Linked DNA regions of Anser cygnoides: region 2 is linked to region 1. Evidence: chromatin contacts called from public Hi-C data. All regions are on one chromosome and are shown on one strand. The core of a region is the stretch at or near the end of the contact, and the rest is flanking DNA. Distances in the headings are between cores, read along the strand shown. Region 1 overlaps LOC106046816 (GTPase IMAP family member 7-like). Region 2 holds the start of LOC106046814 (GTPase IMAP family member 1-like).

Region 1 (6,357 bases), core at 2,354-4,853:
AGTAAAGAGAAAACCTTATTCCGTGGAAGACCAATTGCCGTTATCGATACTCCTGGCCTTTTTGACACCAAGAAAGCCAATGAAGCAACAGCTGTAAAGATTGAAAATGCTGTTCGTTACCTCTATGGAGGGGTGCATGCTATCGTCCTGGTGATGCAACTGGGCCGTATCAGTAAAGAAGAGGAGGAAGTGGCTGAGTGGGTGACAAAGATTTTCCATACTGAAGCACAGAAGTACACAATCCTGTTATTCACCCGAGCAGATGATCTGGAGAAGCCAGGTGATATCCATGATTTCGTGGCAGCAAGCAAATGCCTCAAGGGGCTGGCAGGAAAATGGGAAAATAGGTACATTGCTTTCAACAACAAAGCAACAGGAAATACAAGGGAACAGCAGGTTTCAGACCTCATTGAAATGATTGATGAGTTGGTAAAGAAGAACAAAGATGCTCCGTGTTACACGCAAGAAATGCTGGAGAAAGATACACGGACGGCTTTTAAAGATACACCGACGTCTTCTGAAAAGCGTTGTACTATACTCTAGCCAACAAGGGTTTGGTCAGACGGGCAATGTTTCCTCTGTTGTGCCTTTCCTGCCGCACTCTGATCACTCTCTCCTTCCTCTCTTGACGTTTCCTCCTGTCCTGTCAGTGACCTACGTTTTCCCCTGGCCCATGCGATTGCTCTCCTGACAGGCTCCAAGAGTGCAATGGGTGTCTGACGACGTGTAATTCTCCTCTGCTGCTCTGTCTCTGCATTGCTCTGTCACCACCCGTTGTGCTGGGAAGCCGGAGACCTTGGCTGGGTGGCAGAGAGCTGCGCTGCCCTGCTTTCGGCACCACCGCGCTGACTCTCTCCTCCCTGGTGTGAAGACACGGCAAGCTGAAAGGACCGGGAACGTCAGGACTGTGAGATGTGCCCCCTCACAGCAGAGTTCAGCCTGCAGCGGTGCTTCTGAGATCAAAGCCACTTGTCCTCCCTGTGGCAGCCGACGCTCTAGGAACTTCTCTGGGGTTTGGGAGGGTTCGTGGTGCCAGTGTTGGTCCCTCTGCGGTGGGATGCTGCTGGTGACGCTGGCTGCGCTGCCCCTGCCTTGACTGGGCAATGCGAGTAATTGTATGTGATCGCGGGGTCTACAGAAGCTCATCTAATAAATGCTAATGTAATGCTCATCTAATAAATGCTAATAAATGCTGAGCCTTGCTGTCTAGAGAGGCGCCCATCAGTGCACTGTGGCCTGCAGTGCTGAAACAGCCGTTTGGGAGGGTGGAGAATGGTCCGGGTGCGTTCAGGTTCAGGCCCAAACTGCAGCTCCCCCCAGGCTGGGGTGTTTGGTGTTGGTCATGAGCTGTGCAAGGCGCGAGGTCTCACTGCTTGCCAGGCGAGTGCAGCAGGCAGGGGAAGCTCTGTGGCCACACCTGAGCGTGGGGCTGGGGGAGTGCTCGGGGGGGCTGCCTGCCTCACCCCAGGTTCTTCTCCCACCCAGAAAGGCTGCGGAAAGCAGCCTAGGAGTGGGGAGGAATCCCAGAACGCCAGACTGACCTCCACCTCGAGCGATCACAGCGAGTGAAACTGCTTCAGAGCTAAACACAGACCATACATCACAGTAATTAAATAACTGAGGTTGAATTGTTACTGGAGAAATTATCAGAGTTAGCGTAATAGTTGTGTTTTAGGTAGCGCTCTATGTGTATCAGCGTATGTATATATACCAGTGACCTCCGGTGGCATAATCAGTATCAATGCTATCCTAAAACCGGCCCAGCGTGACCTGAAGGCATCCAGTGCTGAGTCCTGGCTGCCACCATCCCTCTGCGCGAGGAGAGGAGCTGCAGGTTGCGAGGAATCACAGAACCCCAGAACCATCTAGGTGGGAAGAGACCTCCAAGACCACCGCGTCCAACCTCTGACCTAACACTAACAAGTCCCCCACTAAACCATATCACTAAGGGCTACATCTAAACGTCTCTTAAAGACCCCCAGGGATGGTGACTCAACCACCTCCCTGGGCAGCCCATCCCAATGCCTAACAACCCTTTCAGTAAAGAAGTTCTTCCTAACATCCAACCTAAACCTCCCCTGGCACAACTTTAGCCCGTTCCCCCTCGTCCTGTCACCAGGCACGTGGGAGAACAGACCGACCCCCACCTCGCTACAGCCTCCTTTAAGGTACCTGTAGAGAGCGATGAGGTCGCCCCTGAGCCTCCTCTTCTCCAGGCTGAACAAGCCCAGCTCCCTCAGCCGCTCCTCAAAGGGAAGGGGCAAAAGAAGTGTGTTGGGGGGGGAGGGGGTTGGGGGCTGTGTGCCACAAACTGCTGGAGACTCTGAGGGCCCCAACACATTTCCTGGAGGTACAGAATACTTCTGCTGACCTGGAACAAGGCTTGAAATGCAAGCAGCCCTGTAATAATTTTGCACCGCTTGCTTACAATGGCAAGAAAATGAGCATTTAACCTTAGGATTAAGGCAAAATGCAGGCCCTGTGTGCACCTCCACCCAGGGAGTTTCTGTCGCTGTGTTAAGCGCAGCAGCAGTGCTGTGGGTAGGAGGCGTCACCACAAGAACAAGCCAAGACTGTGCTTGCTCCCGTCCTCTGCCACACTTCTCATTTCCAGCCAATTTTTGCATTCAAACACTGGAGCACAGGCAAGGGGGACCCGGGGCAGCACGCTGGGTTAGAAGCAGAGTAGCGCTGCAAGGCTCACGCTGAAATGCAGACAGCAAAGTGGACAACAGAACCCAAAGTCACACCTCCAGAGCTGCACAGGATCGAAACCGATATTTGGGCTGGTGCACGGGCATTTGTAGGCTGCCGAGTGTCCGTGCCAGGAGGCTGAATGCTGTCCTGTGCCTGTACCAGTGCCGGGCACAGCGGTGCCAGCAGCCCCAGCCTCTGTCTCCGAGAACGCTGCTGCAGCAGCCCAGTGTCACAGCAGGGGGTTCTGGACAGGTGGGTGCTGCTACTGGGACACATGGGGTTCTCCGCGTCCTTTGCCAGGCCCTGCCGGGTGTCCCCATGGGAGGATCTGGTGCTGCCTGCGCCTTGCGTGCCCCCTAATGCCACGAGGGCCGTGCTCCAGGCTGCCAGTGCCAATGCCACCGCCAACGCCGCCGCCAACGCCACTGCCACTTCCTGGTGGCTGCAAGGGTTCCATGGGGACACTGCCTCTGCTGCAGCGCGGCCACGCTGGGTGTCGATGGTGAGGCCAGCGCGGGAGCTGCATGAAGACACGGGTGGGATGGCGGGGGTGGCGAAACTCTGTGCCGGCGGGGAGGGTTTCAAGGTGGCACAGGGCACGAGTGTGCCTGGGTGCTGCAGGAGCCACACGGGGAGGGCGCTGGTTTCTCCTGCAGCCACCCAGGGACCTGGTGTAGGGGCCATCCCTTTAAAAGATCGAAACCGTAAATCTTTTGCATGATGATTTGTAATCGCAAAGTGAGTAACTGGTACATGCTTTGCATCTGTGAGTCTTAAGTTAATTTAGCAGTTTGGTTTCACGCTCAGTACGTAACCAGTATGTGTGTGTCTTGTTTACTGATAAGCTTTTGCTCAGTCACGTCCAACGCCTCCCGGGCACCGCTTGTTCTGACTTCAGGACTTGCAATTCCTCCCTGAGCTGGAGGAAGGGGTTGCTTTCCCATCTGGACCTGGCAGACCTTGTTATTTACCATCCCAGTAATAGTCTATAAGCATACCGACATATTTATGTATGCGTGTGTGAACATATGCATATATGTATATATTTTAATTCCAATTGGTCCTTAAAGACAATTGACAAAGTCTGTTTAGGACTCCTAGATGAGATGCACATTCTGATTACACACTGAACTTTTAAACCAAACCGCTATGTTAATTTATGACTCCCAGACATGAAGCACATACTGATTACTTAATATCATGGAATCATAGAATATCTGAGTTGGAAGGGACCCACGAGGATCATCGAGTCCAAGTCCTGGGTCCCCAAAGGACCACCCAAAAAATCAGACCCTATGTCTGACAGAGGTGTCCAAACGCTCCTTGAGCTCCGGCAGCTCGGGGCCGTGCCCCCGTCCCCGGGCAGCCCGTCCCAGTGCCCGACCACCTCTGGGTGCAGAACCTTTCCCTAACCCCCAGCCTGACCCTCCCCTGCCCCAGCTCCGGGCCGGTCCCTCGGCTCCTGTCGCTGTCCCCAGGGAGCAGAGCTCAGCGCCTGCCCCTCCGCTCCCCTCGTGAGGGAGCTGCAGGCCACCACGAGGCCTCCCCTCATCTCTTCTCCACGCTGAACAATCCAAGCAACTTCAGCCACACCTCGTATGTCTTCCCCTCTAGACCCTATACCACCTTTGTTGCCCTCCTTCGGACGCTCTTTAACAGTTTTTTCTTATCCTGTGGTGCCCAGAACTGCACACAGTACTCCAGGTGAGGCCGCACCAGCACGGAGCGGAGCAGGATGATCACTTCCTTTGACTGGCTAGCAATGCCGTGCTGGATGCACCCCAGGATACGGTTGGCCCTCCCAGCCACCAAGGCACACTGCTGGCTCGCGCTCAGTTTGCTGTCGATCAAAACCCCCCGACCCCTTTCTTATGGCTGCTCTCCAGCGCCTCGTCCCCCAGTCTTTATGTATAGCCAGGGTTGCCCTTTCCCAGGTGCAGAATCTGACACTTGCTCTTGTTAAACTTCATGTTGCTGAATGGCAATGGCAATGAACTAGCTGACATCGGCTAGTTCTCTGAGTACTCTGGGATGAATCCCATCAGGCCTCATAGACTTAGAGGCATCCAGGCGGAGCAGCAAGTCTGCACAAGTTTGGGGTTAACCGGGAGTTTGTCGTGCCTGCAGTCACCATCCCCCAGCTGCGGGTAGCTGATGCCCCAGAGCCCATCACTGGTGCTGAAGACAGAGGCAGGGGCGAGTACTGCGTTAAACGTCTCTCCTTTGTCTATGTCCCTGTTTGTGAGGTGTCCATCCTCATCAAGTGTCAGACCAATGTTTGCTCTGGTCCTCCTTTTCCCATTAATATACTTTAAAAAGCCTTTTTTATTGTCCCCCATGCTCCTGGCCAGCTTCAACTCTACTTGAGCTTTGGCAGCCAAGAAACCCAAATTAACCCAAGATAATGGGTTGATAAGCTTTTGCTCAGTCAGGTCCTACGCCTTCTGGGCACCGCTTGTTTTGACTTCAGGACTTGCAAATCCTCCCTGAGCTGGAGGAAGGGGTTGCTTTCCTATCTGGACCTGGCACACCTTGTTATTTACCATCCTAGTAATAGCCTACATTGCAGTGTGGTGGTTTTACTCGGCTGGGCAGCTGAGTTCCACCACGGCCGCTCTCTCACTCCCTCAGAGAGGAAGGGGGAGAAAACGTGACACAAAGAGTTCAAGGCTCGGGATACGGATGATTTAATTTAATACAAAAGAGAGAGGGGAAAAAAAAAAAGAAAGAAAAGAAAAAACAAGGCAAAGGCTGTGCGGAAGCACAGAGAGAGAAATGCAGTTACTCTCTACTTCCCATCAATGAGCAATGTTCAGCCACGTCCTGGGAAGCAGGGCCTCAATACGCGTAGCGGTTGTTCGGGAGCACAGACACTTCCACAGCGAGACCCTGAGCAAATTCCACGGTGCTGCTGCTGCCCCAAGCACGAGCGGCGTGGAGCGGCCCCACGCCCCGAGACTGGATGGAGTCGCTACGCCACTGTCCATCACAGCTGAGAAGTCGTGGAAGTCCGGTGAACTTCCCACTAAGTGGAGGAGGGAAAACATAACCCCCACTTGGAAAGAGGGGAAGAGGGAAGACCTGGTTGTCTACAGGCCAGTCAGTCTCACCTCTATGCCTGGCGAGATCATGGAGCAGATCCGACATATCATGCCTGACAAATCTGGTGGCCTCCTGTGACAGGGTTACGGCACTGCTGGCTAGGGGAAGAGCAACTGACATCATCTGCCTGGGCTTGTGCAAAGCATTTGACCCTGTCCCCCACGCTGGAGGGAAGGGATGCCACCCAGAGGGATCCGGACAGGCTTAAGAAGTGGGCCTGTACGGACCTCATGAGGTTCAACAAGGCCAAGTGCAAGGTCCTGCAGCTGGGCTCAGGAAATTCCAAGCGCAAATCCAGGCCAAGCCGCCCAGCACGGATGTGAGACCAGGGAGCTGCCCTTTGAGCGAGAGCTCAGGTTCCCTTTGCCTCCCGTCGCTCTGAGTTTCACTCTCTGCACTGCCCGGAGCTCAGCACATTTACGGGAAAAGCCTGTCTGGGGGACCTGCAGCCCAGGGCTCGCAGCCCCAGCGTGTTTGCAGGCGGGAGCAACGGAGCCTGCGCAGAGCCAGGAGCAGCTCGTCTGGGCTCGGTGTCAGCCAGCTGTCGGTGTGACCCCC
Region 2 (6,357 bases), core at 1,839-4,338, 590 kb before region 1:
GGGGATGGGGCCAGCTCCGGGCACCCCCAAACACTGCTGGGGGGCTCAGGGAACACGTCCAGCCCCGCAGCGCATTTTGGGGTAGGGGCAGCACTTTGGGGACCGTCCCCGCTGAGCCTGGCGGTGCGGGGCTTGGTGCCTGGCACCACGCTCTTGACGAACAGGGCAGCACCCCCACCTCACATCCATGGGGGCAACGGTGGGGAGGGTCCCCACCGCTGCCACACGCCCCGGAGGCGGTGGCGCCACCGTGGCGATCCCCGAATCCCCCCGAGGGCGGCACGTTGGCGGGGACAAAGTGACCTCGGCTGTCTCGCAGGCGTGGCGCGGCGCCCTGGCCCGCAGGCGGTGCCGCTACCTGCGCGCCGCCTACACCATCATGGGCTACTACAAGCGGCACAAGGTGAAGGCGTACCTGCTGGAGCTGGTGCGGCGCTTCCAGGGCGTCCGCGCCATGCCCGACTTCGGCAAGAGCCTGGCCTGGCCCGTGCCGCCGGCCGTGCTGGAGCGCTTCCAGGAGAACAGCCAGCAGCTCTTCCGCAGGTGCCGGCAGCGCGGGGGGGCTGAAGGGGTGCCGCGGTGGGGGCCGCGGCGGCGGTGCCTGAGCGCCTCGTGTGCCACAAACCCCGCAGGTGGCGAGCGCGGCAAATCGTCAAGAACATTCCCCCCTCCGACATGGCGCAGATCCGGGCCAAGGTGGCCGCCATGGAGGTGCTGCAGGGGCTGCGGAAGGACTGGGGGTGCCAGCGGGGCTGGGCGCGGGACTACCTGTCCTCGGTAAGGGCACGGCGCGGCCGGCGGGACCCCGAAAGCCCACCCCACCCCGCTGCCTTCCCCCGGCCGCCCCACGCCGCATTCCCCACAGGCCAGCGAGAACCCCGGGCTGGCGCTGCCCTTCGCCCGCCGCGTGCAGGCTCTGCGGGACAAGGTGCACTTCGGCTCCGTCCTCTTCTCCGGACACGTCCGCAAGGTGAGGGGCTCGGTGGGACCGGCACGTCCCCGTCGGTGTCCCCCCCCCCCACCCCCTCAACTCATCTCCCTGCCCCGCAGATCAACCGCTTCAACAAGAGCCGCGACCGCGCCATCCTCATCACCGACCAGCACCTCTACAAGCTGGAGCCCCGGCAGCAGTACCGGGTGATGCGGGCGCTGCCCCTCAGCACCGTGAGTGTCCCCAGCACCGGCTGGCACCAGGGTGCCCGTGCCCGTCCTGGCTGCCCCCGTCCCACATGAAGACCCCTCCACTGTCCCCGTATCCCACCCACGTTGGCACGGCGCAGCTCCCCGGGATGGGGGCGTCACGCTGTCCCCGCCACGGTGCCGTGACACCACCGCGGTGCCGTGACACCCTCGTGGTGCCGTGACACCACCGCGGTGCCGTGACACCTCTGCATGTCCGTGATGCCCCTGCATGCTTGTGACACCCGCAGGTGACGGGGCTGAGCGTGACGAGCTGCCAGGCGCAGCTGGTGGTCTTCCACACGCAGAGCCACGACGACCTGGCCGTCTGCCTGCACAAGACGCAGCCGCCGGGGGACAACCGGGTGGGCGAGCTGGTGGGCGTCCTGCTGGAGCACTGCCGAGCGTGAGTGGGGCCGGGTCTGCCCGGGGGGGGGCACCCGACGGGGCGCTGAAGGCCCCCCCAAAGTGCCCCCCCGTGCTGAAGCCGTGCCCTTGCAGGACCAAGCGGGAGCTGCAGGTCCGCGTCTCCGACTGCATCCAGCTGAGCCTGCGCGGGCGCAAGAGGCTGCTGACCGTGGAGACGCGGCCGGGCCTGGCCGCCCCCGATTTCCGCAAGAGCCGCGACGGCTTCGTGCTCTACTGGCCCGAGAGATGAAGGGGCGGCTGCCCTGCGTGTGTCCCCCCTCCCTGCACTGCCACTGGTGCTGCGGTGGTCCCCGCGCGGGGCCAGGGGGACAGCAGCGTCCTCATCCCTGCCCCATGCCCCGTCCCGCTGGCACGTGCCCAGGAGCCTCCCCGGGGATGCCCCCGGCCCCGCGTGCCCCCCACCCCGCGTCCTCCCCTCCCCTGGGCGATGCCAAAGCCTCTGAGTGCACTGGGAATAAAGAGAGCTGGATGGGAGCACAGGCGTGAGTGTGTCTGGGACCCCCTCCCAGCCCTCTGTTCGTGGTGCAGCCCCACACCGGGGGGCACTGGAGCCCCTGGGGACCCCTGTGCCAGCTCCCTGTCTCCCAGGGCCCCTGTGTCCCACGTCCCGATGTCCCTGACACCTGGGGTCCTTGTGCCCCTGTGTCCTGCTGTCGCTTTGTCCTGGGTCCCAATATCCATGTGTCCTGAGTACTGGTGTCACTATGTGCCGGGTCACTGGGTCCCAATGTCCCCAGGTCCTGGTGTCCCAACGTCTGTGTGTCCCAAGTCCTGGTGTCCCTGTGCCCTGGATATCTGGGTCCCACTGTCCCAGATCTCTGTGCCCTGATGTCCCCGGGGTCCCCATGTCCCTGACACCCCGTGTTGATGTCCCAGCAGTGCCGTTCCCTGCGCTGACAGGTTGTCACAGCTCTGACACAGGAGCTCTGCAGCAGCTGCTGCTGCTCCTGCCCTGGGGAGGAACCTCAGCAAGGCAGGAACTGGGGCGGGCAGAGACTGGGACCAGGGCTAGGACAGCCATGTCCCCCCCGCCTCTGGAGCTGTCAGGGACAGGTGACTCGTGGGGGCTCACGCACAGACATTTGGGGTCCCCTGAGCATCGGCCGTGTCCCCACTGACCGGCAGGGTCCCCCCGGGTGACGTCCCCATCCGCTGCAGAGCCCCGCGTGCTGCCGTCCATCCCTGGGTATCCCTGGGGTGGCACGGGCACCTCTGTGCCCCCACGCCCCACGGGCTGCTTCCAGGTGTGGCACCGCCAGGTGCCTCCAGTGGCTGCAGTGCCTGCGACGCGTGCGGTGCTTGCGATGCGCGCGGTGCCTGCGCTGCTGCTGCTGCTGCACCCAAGCAACGGTCCTGGGCATCGCGTGCGTTGCGTGCAGGGTGTTTTCCGGGGGTGGCAGGCAGTTGAGTCTCTGTACAACCGCTTCTCGCACTACCGGTAGACGGGGCCGGGCTGGATTTCTTTTTCCTGTTGACTGCGCCGTGTTGCTTAACAAGGCAGCAAGCGGCCGATTTTCACTGTAACCCTGCTGCAGGCCCGGCGTGAAAACAACAGCACCGAGCTTGCGGCTGCCGAGTTGGTTTTGCTTCGTCTCCTGCTCAATGCCAGCGGTGTGCCCGGGGCATTGCAGGGACGGCTGCGGACCTGGGGATGCGCAGGGCTAGAGCCAGGCGGCGCCTCCCAGGAAATGTCCTCGTCCCCTGCATCGAGCCGTGGGGGAGCCCTGGGTGCTGCCAGGAGGGCACGGAGCCAGCGGCCAGGCAGCACCACAAGGACGAAGAGGCTCTGAGCCCGGCTGCCCATGCCTGAGGGCAGAGGCTGTTCCCCTCTGAGCAGGCTGGGACACAAAAACAGCACCAGCCGGGCTCTGTTCCCGGTCATCCCCAGCCGCTCGGTGCCTTTCTGGCGGCACAAATCCTGCCCAGCCCTCCCCTGCAAAGCAAAGTGACCGTGGTGCCAGCAGCCCCCAGCCTCTGCTTCCAGCGCGGCACGAGGTGTGGCGGCCCGGTGTCCCAGCACGGGGGTCCAGAGGGTGGCTGCTTCTTTTGGGACCCTTCACTGAGCCCTGCTGAGCATCCCCGCAGGAGGAGCCAGAGCTGCCCTCGCCCTGCGTGCCATCCCTCTGACACGAGGGCCGTGCTCCGGGCTGCTTCCGTCACCACTTTCACTTCCTGGTGGTTGTGAGCGTCCCGCAGGGACAAGGCGAACGCCAGCGCAGGACCTGCGGGAAGGTACGGGCTGAAGGTCAGGGGCTGCAAAGCTCTGTGCCAGCGGGAAGGGCTTTGAGGGGGGCTGGGGAACTGGCGCAGGGCAGCGGGGCAGGGAAGGGGCTCTTCCCCCTGTCCCCTTCTCTCTCCTCCCTTTCTCCCCACTCCTCGCTCCCCATGCTCGGCGTGGGCACAGCACAAACCTCCCCAGCCCCAGGCGCTTGCATGGCCCCAGCCCTGGCTCCAGCCCCAGCCCCAGCCCAGGGGAGCCCCTCGGCACCATGCTCAGCCCCACACGGGGCCCCGGCTTCACGAGTGTCACTGCCCCGAGGGTCCCTGCCACCACCTGAGGGTCCCTGCCACCACCCGAGGGTCCCTGCCACCACGCTGCCTTCCCTCCCCCCTGTGATCCTGTGCTGACTGAGGCTGCCTCGCTGCTCTGTTTCCCCGCTGCACCTCGCGGTTCTGGCTTTCATTTTCATTTTCTGTTCCTTGCTGCTGTCTGTGCACTGCTGTGGCCGCACACGCTGCAGCGCGATCCAGGGGACCCCGTCTGGCCCGGTGCCACCGCAGCCTGACCCAGCTGCAGCCTCCCGAGCCCTTCCTGCAGCGGGGGCACACAGAGCCCCGCAGCCTCCAGTCGCCAGCAGCGAGGCTTCGAAACCATCCCCGCTTTTAGTGAAAATCCCTTCTGCTGTCGGTAACGCTCCCAGCCTCTGGGTGCCTGCTGACGGAGCCCTGGGCGTCTGCTTTTGTCTCCGCAGCGTGGCCGTGGCCGTCCGGCGTGTCTACATGCTGCCCGGGGTCGGCGGGGGCTTGGAGATGAGGCTGATCCTGGCTGGGAAGGCTGGTGGGGGGAAAAGCGCCACGGGGAACACCCTCGTCGGGGAACGTGTATTTGAGTCCAAGCTGTCCACCCAGCCAGTGACCGTGAGGTGTAAGAAAGCACAAGGGCACTGGGACGGCGAGGACTTCACGGTGGTTGACACGGCCGACATTTTCAACCCAAGTGATGCCAGTGATGAGGTGCACCAAGAAATTTTCCAGTGCGTCAAGCTGTCCTCCCCGGGCCCCCACGCGCTGCTGCTGGTGACCCAGCTGGGCCGATTCACCCAGGAGGACAAGGAGGCCGCAGAGAGACTGCAGGACATCTTTGGAGCTGAAGTTCTGGGGCACACGATCGTCATATTCACCCGTGCAGAAGAGCTGGCGGGGCGATCTCTGCACGACTTCGTGTCCTGTACTGACAACAAAGCTCTCCGCGAGCTGATCCAGAGGTGCGGGAACAGGTACTGCGGCTTCAACAACCGGGCAGCTGGAGCCGAACGGGACCAGCAGGTCGCGGAGCTGATGGGGATGGTCCGCTGCATGGTGCAGGCGAATGGGGGCGGTTGCTACAGCAATGAGATGTACCTGGAGCCCGATTTAACAGAAGGGAAGGTGGAGTATCACATGAGGAGGTACAGAGCACGCAGGATAAAGAGGGAGCGGTCCGGCTGCAGGACAGTCGTCGCGGCTTTGGGGCTGATTGCCTTCACCGCGGCTGTGATTTCCCTGGGTTTCCTTATCGCACGGGTGCGAGGAATGACAGCACCATGGAAACACTGAACGCCTGGGGCTGGAGGCACCTCTGCACACCGCGTGTTCCATCCCTGCCCAGGCAGGGTCCCCAGCACCGGCTGCCCAGCACCGTGTCCATTGGGTGTCGGACATCTCCAGGGATGGAGACCCCAGCACGGCTCTGGGCAGCCTGTGCCAGCGCTCAGACACCCGCACAGCAAAAAAAAAGACTTCCCTAATCTCTCACCATGCATCCTTGTGCTTCCAGCATTACCCATGCCCTTGTGTCTTGGCTCTGGGCACCCCACCAGGTGTTGGCACACATAGATGGGACCCCCAAGTCCTGCTGCAATGGAACCAACTCTCCCTTGGAAAAGAAGAGGAATTGTCTATGTTTAATTGAGCATCCCTTGATCACGTATCATTTATGTAGTACAGGGCAAAAATTACGTTTAACTTTTAACCTTGGCTCCCTTCGATCAGGGACAAAATGCTCCTTCTGGAAGAAACCAAGGAAGGTTGGCAAGAGAAAGTAGCCTTAGGATGTGCTTAGGTGACGTGTGGCCATCGATGGATAAAAGGGGTCAGGGTGCTTCATCAGGGAACACCACCAAGGGCCCCCAAAGAAAGGAAGGCATGCGCAGAAGGGCCAGGGAAGGATCCTTTAGAACGACAATACGTAAATACACAATGTAGATTAGAATGAATATGTATTAGATAGCAGAATAGTCATGAATTTAATGTCTACATGTAGCAAGGAAGTCAACATCGGGTGTGCCTGATCTGTGGAAAATGCACCGAGCACCCAGGCCTGAATAAAAGCAATCTCTCTCCTGAGTGCGTGGGAACTGGCTTATTGCACACCGGGTAAAGGAGCCACTTTTTCGGGCAACGCCAACACCTCCGTGCCCTCGGCCGAGCAATCGACAGGGTGCCCACGTCCGCCCGCACACGGAGCGCTCTGGGGCACGGATGTGGGCC

Evidence for each region. Hi-C and Micro-C count contacts between places; a contact is called where the count stands out from the background.
Region 2: a Hi-C map of liver shows a contact between it and region 1, with 6 times the contacts expected there. The contact joins the promoter of LOC106046814 here to the enhancer-like site in region 1.

What each region holds. Positions count from the first base shown.
Region 1 is chr2:716,782-723,138 of Taihu_goose_T2T_genome, reverse strand. LOC106046816 (GTPase IMAP family member 7-like) reads left to right here. Exons shown (of 3, transcript XM_066991114.1): 3 at 1-1,196. The coding sequence ends at 543. Among named protein-coding and RNA genes, the nearest start is that of RARRES2, 41 kb to the right of the region's middle. Within about 2 kb of position 3,603, at least 1 of the 3 cell types and tissues checked has open chromatin away from gene starts, as enhancers often do. A contact at or near this core is called in liver, where this site is marked.
Region 2 is chr2:1,309,620-1,315,976 of Taihu_goose_T2T_genome, reverse strand. It overlaps LOC106046814 (GTPase IMAP family member 1-like), which reads left to right and starts at 3,088. Exons shown (of 2, transcript XM_013198001.3): 1 at 3,088-3,840; 2 at 4,581-6,213. The coding sequence starts at 4,609. The coding sequence ends at 5,424. MYO1G (myosin IG) reads left to right here. Exons shown (of 22, transcript XM_048053351.2): 17 at 320-543; 18 at 633-777; 19 at 866-970; 20 at 1,051-1,164; 21 at 1,431-1,585; 22 at 1,681-2,094. The coding sequence ends at 1,837.